2 separate regions of the Mus musculus genome follow, and region 2 is linked to region 1. A link is a contact called in public Hi-C data. All regions are on one chromosome and are shown on one strand. Each heading gives the region's core, a stretch centred on a gene start, on an enhancer-like site or on the middle of the called end of the contact. The rest is flanking DNA. Distances are from core to core; before and after follow the strand shown. Region 1 has its middle 24 kb from the start of Gm26047. Region 2 has its middle 12 kb from the start of Gm12724.

Region 1 (2,708 bases), core at 126-2,625:
CTAGCTAGACTATCAATTTGGCCTCCTCTAAATCCTCCAGTGCACATGTTATGTCCTTGTTGAGAAAGAGCAGTGGTCACTCCTGTCTGGCTAACAACCAGACTGTGTAGAGAACATGAAGAGCCAGTGACAGAATTCTGATGACAAATGCTTGCCAAAACAAAACAAAGCAGAAAACAAACAACAAGAACAACAAAAACACCAGGATTTTTCGGTGTTGCTAGTCACGTGAAAGAAACAAAAAAAATCTTCCAAGGAAACACAAATTAACCTTGTAAGAATCATGCCTGCACGTGCCTTATAACCCCCAAGCACTGTATTCTATACACATCCTTGTATTGAGAATTAAAGCTTACAGTCAGCATGAAGATGGCTCAGTCTGCCATTAAAGCAGGCATGTCAGAGCCTAGAACAGCACAGCCTTGCAACTTGAGTTTGTACTGTGCGATTCCATTCAGCATGTCTCCCTTTTCATTGCTTTTGTTACATCATTTCTACTTTCCACATCCTTGGGTTGCATTAATCTACTAAGATTCCTAAGACACAGAGATAAAGTGATGAGGAAGATCTACGTCAAACCCAAGAGGCAGAAACTAAATATAGAATGACAGAGTTACTTTGTTGCAATTTTAGTAAGCACGGGCTACAAAAAGAACTTACAAACAAAGAACCAAGCTGTAATGTCCTGGTTTGTTTCCTTGAACTCTGCCCATAAACACTCTACAAACTGTTGCACCCATTTTGAGAGTAAAGGAGACTAAAAACAAAACAAACAAACAAACAAACAAAAACAACAACAAAACACAAAACAAACAAAAAACGCAGCACTTGTAGAAGGAAGAAAGGGGGTGGGGGGGGGAAGGAAGAGGCAAGATGTACCAGTTGTAAAGTGTTGTAGCAGAAAAGGTTGTGGCAATTTCCACACCTGTGGCCTGGGATACAGGGCTTGAAGAATGTGTCACCATGGCATTTCCTTCTTATTTTCCTTTCCCTTGTTTTCTGTACCACGGGAAGGGGAGGGGAGGGAGAAGTGGAGGTCTACGCCCTTTTGCTTGCCAAGAAAAAAATCTTCATCCGCCAATGGGTAACTTGAAAACATCACTCTCTCTCAAACTGGTCTCCTAGTTTGCAAGATGGAAATAAGAACCATGAAAACTGTCTGCATTATATGAAACAGCACTGCATTTACATGTACATGCACACATACGCATACCTGTACACGTACGTGCACACCCATGCTAGGTATTTGCGCAATAAGTTTCTCCTCTTAGTTCTCCCCACTTTCCTTTTCCTTGCAATCTCTTGTTTTCCTTGCCTTCTTTGCCCGCTCTCTAGAGAGCTCTTCGTTTCATAAGAAGATGAATCAGCATTCTAATACCCTTGGCAGGAGGTTGCTGTCAGGGGCGTACCCTGCCCTGTCAGTCTGTGGCTTTAGCTTTAGCTCTAGGGACTTAATTTTTTTTTAACAAAATAACTAGCATGCCCCTTACTCCTGATTTTCCACTTGTTGTTCATGCTTTACCCATTGTAGGAAGGGTGGAGTGCTTCTAAGCCAACGGAAGTGGGGGATCGGATGGGAAGAGGAACATGGGAGGGAGTCATGGTTTTTATTTGCAGCCCTGAGAGCTTGTGAATTGTTTAATGAGAACATACCTTCTCCCCATTCCCCAAGAGTTGAGCAATGAGGCCCTTGCAGCTCTCCTTCAACACAGAAAAGCTTGGGGCAAGCATCCAAAGTGGGACTTGACTGTGGCATGCCAGCATTTTAAAGATCCAAAGTCTACAGAACCGCATGCGTCTCCTGGGACCTCCACATGTGAAACAGATTGTGAGATTGACTCTAGACGTTTTGCTTCCCCCGAAGACCTGAGATGCTTCCTCTAACAATGAGGAAAGTGTGCCCAATCCCTACCCTAGATCTGGGTTTGGGTTACATGCCTGGAGGCTGGAGACAGAGCAAATAAGGCAGTGGCAAGCTTGTCCATGCAGCTCTGAGAGGACCCTCTGTAGATTAGGTTTGTGGATCAAAATGTAGAAAAACTGCAGAGCAAGAAGCAAACCTACCCATGGGAGCAGTGCTTATTATTAAGCAGCCTTGAGTCCTGAGGGGTGAGGGTCACAATAGAGGATCATCACATTCATTGTGTATCTGGTCTTTCCAATGATGTGAGGAGGGAACTGGACTTTCCAGACACAATCAGTGACAGTTCACTTGGATGCATACTCCACACAAAGACACTGGAGCCCAGTGGACAGAAGAGTAGAGCCAGAATCTGCATGTAGCTCTGACACCAGAATCCATTCCTGGCTGGCTGTCATACAATACCCACAAAGAATGAAGAAATGCAGGGGGTCGAGGGGAGAGAATGAATACAATTATTAAAGAAGACAGAAGAACTCAAAATCCACAGCACAGATGAGGAAATGCATTATTCGTACAAATAGCACCTTACTTTTCTTAATTTATAGCCTGGTGAATTAATGGTTCTTGTGTCCTCAAGAAAAGGTTAGAGAATGGGCAGCCTCACCCACTGCAACGGGCAAGGAGCGTGTAATTAGTTTTAGAAGGCCTTCCATGCAAAATGATTAAATCAAGTTTTGGCACATGAAAGGGTAAGCTTTGGTTATTGGAAAATGTACTTAGGTGACACAGCTCATTTCCTGGTGAAGCCAGATTAATGGGACATTACCGACCCTAATTCCTCTAC
Region 2 (2,708 bases), core at 153-2,652, 130 kb after region 1:
GTAGTCCCACGACCCACTGCACCTCTAGAGATCACGTTTTCCAAGAGCAGGTCTAGAGTAAATTTGAGGGGACTGTTTGGGGGAGAATCAAGGTAGAGAGAGAAGCTCCCATTTCGTGTTTTCCTTTTTTTACCAGGTAGGGAGAATCTTTTTCCCACTGATTTTCCTTAGAACTCCTTGGGCCATCCCAGTGTACGAACGTAGCATGGTGTCTTAGGGTTTTACTGCTGTGAACAGACACCATGACCAAGGCAACTCTTATAAAGGACAACATTTAATCAGGGCTGGCTTACAGGTTCAGAGGTTCAGTCCATTATCATCAAGGTGGGAGCAAGGCAGCATCCAGGCAGGCCTGGGGCTGGAGAAGCTGAGAGTTCCACCTCTTGTTCTGAAGGCAGCTAGGAGAAGACTGGCTTCCAGGCAGCTAGAATGAGGGCCTTAAAGCCCATACCCACAGTGACACACCTACTCCAACAAGGTCACACCTAATAGTGCCACTTCCCAGGCCAAGCATATTCAAACATCACACTTGACAATGAGGGTATTCATGGGGATGGCCCTAAGGTAAACCAGATGGCTACCAGAGGCAGATGCAGTTTCAGATTCTCCTCGTGTGTCAGTTGCCCATGGCTGCTAGAACAAATCACTGTACATTCAGTGGTAAAGCATCTAAAATTATGAATGTATGATCTCACTACTCAAGAGGCCCTAAGTCCAAAATTAACTTTCCTAGGCTGACTCAAGGCATTAGCGTCTCTGAAAATGCTAGGAAGAAATCAGTTTCCCTCTTTCTGAAGCCTGGATCTTCTTTCCGTCATCCATGGCCTCTATCCTGCCAGCCAGGAGTACAACATCTTCACATGCTACTGGGACCCTGCCTGTTGCCCCCTGCCTCCCTCCTGCCTCCATGCTCCCATCCCTTCACCTAACCTCCCTCCCTCATCCAGCTGGTAAAGACCTTTGTGGTTGCTTATAGCTCTGCTGGGATAGGCCAGATCCTTAAGATCTCATATTCTCACATCCCAAGTACTAAGTAGGGGGTTCCTGGGAACCCGTTATTCTAGCTAGCACACCTTGCCTTTTATGATTGCTTTTGAACACCTCCCTCCAGAACAAGGACAAAATGCTGATGAAAGGTGATTAGACAGAAAGTGCTGAGCATAAGCAGGAGGGCTCAAGTTTAAATCCTCACCATCCATGTTTTTTAAAAACTGTAGCTAGAGCCCAAGTACTATGTGGGGTGGAGACCAGAGGCTCTCTGGGGTTCATGGCTCACAGCCTAGCTCCAGGTACTGTGAGCAACCTTCTCTGAACACAGTGAGAAAACATAAGGTCAGACATCTAATGTCCTCCTAGAGCCTCCACATGTGAGTACAAGCACGCCACTTGCACACACAAATACATACATCGCGCGCGTACACACACACACACACACACACACACACACCCCAAAAGAAGAGGAAGTTCAGACTCTCCAAAGATTGGCCTTCCCGCTTCAACAGCATTGATTAACACGCAAAGATCCAGGGACGTCTAGCTCAAGCCTCAGGTCACTGTCCCTCTCCACAGCCCTCCACCGAGTTCTTAGGAAGAAACACACATGAAAATTTTGAAAACAAAACAAAAACATCAAACCTAAGCTAGGAGAATCGCTACTTCTTAGTCTAGCCAACAGCACCCCCTGGTGCCCAATAGCAGAATGAGGCATAAGGGCTGCAGCTGGGGGAAGAATGAAGGGTCTTTACCTGCTGGCCAGGAGACAGAGACAGCATAGGCTCAGGCCAGAAGACAGAGCTGAGGCTGATACCAGGCAAGAGCGGCATTTTCAAACTTCCCAATTAAGTCTATGCCTAACAGTTCAACAACACAGCAGACACCGTCAGAAGTCCCTTTGGTCCTGAGGATTTAAAAATGCCTAAGGTAGGACAAACTCTACTCAGAACGCGTCTAGACTAGGCTATGAACGCTAGAAAAGAGACTAGCCCCAACTAGCAGCTGTGTGCTGCGAGGCTCATAACTCGCCCCCTCTGTGCCAAGTTTCTCATCAGTAAAACACAGATGACCAAAAGTCTCTGGGTTAAGAGAATTAATATACAACCCATGTAAAGCACTCAATAGGGTAGTAGTTTGAATTTTTTATTATGGTTGGTTTTAATGTCGCCTTCTACATTAGAATCACCTTGAGTAGGAAGCCAAAATCCAGATTGCCTTGAATGATGGGAAAACCCGCTCCAGTGTGTGCATCTTCCCGGAGCATCCTGGGTAAAGGGGCGTGGCAGAAGGAAGAGCGGCCCACCTTTTGCTCCTTGGCCTCCCCTCCTGCGCTGAGTAAATTTGCCTGTTGTTGGAGATGATTCTTTTGTCTTCTCAGAACCCGAGTCTGCAAGCTCTTACTACAGACAAGGGACCAGCGGTTCTCCAGAAACCTTTTGCGTTTCCAGAACCAGATTAGGGACCCCTGAGGTACCCAGCCTTTTAGTCTGAGCAGCCTCTGTGGGGCTACTCCAACTGCTGAGGCACGAGCCTCACGGACTGCATTTTCAGCTCTGTAGCATATGTCTGCTGGTGCTATTATTTTAAAACTGACTTCACGAATTCGCGTTTTTTTTCATCCTACTTGTTCCATTCCTCCAGAGAACCCTGACAATTACAATTACAACTGCAGAAAGAGTTGGGGGCTGACTGGGGATACAGAGATGGGAAAATGG

The links. Hi-C and Micro-C count contacts between places; a contact is called where the count stands out from the background.
Region 2: a Hi-C map of embryonic stem cells shows a contact between it and region 1, with 2.2 times the contacts expected there. The contact joins two enhancer-like sites. A contact is called at or near these places in 1 of 39 promoter capture datasets (the 3T3-L1 cell line), 2 of 15 datasets of contacts at CTCF or cohesin (embryonic stem cells and large pre-B cells), 24 of 484 Hi-C or Micro-C datasets (the 3T3-L1 cell line, the BV-2 cell line, the C2C12 cell line and 9 more) and 2 of 115 datasets of contacts at active chromatin or transcription factors (the NIH/3T3 cell line and fibro-adipogenic progenitors).

What each region holds. Positions count from the first base shown.
Region 1 is chr4:106,093,661-106,096,368 of GRCm38.p6, forward strand. No RefSeq gene overlaps it. Among named protein-coding and RNA genes, the nearest start is that of Gm26047, 24 kb to the right of the region's middle. Within about 2 kb of position 1,376, at least 39 of the 459 cell types and tissues checked have an H3K27ac peak or open chromatin away from gene starts, as enhancers often do.
Region 2 is chr4:106,223,984-106,226,691 of GRCm38.p6, forward strand. No RefSeq gene overlaps it. Among named protein-coding and RNA genes, the nearest start is that of Gm12724, 12 kb to the right of the region's middle. Within about 2 kb of position 1,403, at least 20 of the 459 cell types and tissues checked have an H3K27ac peak or open chromatin away from gene starts, as enhancers often do.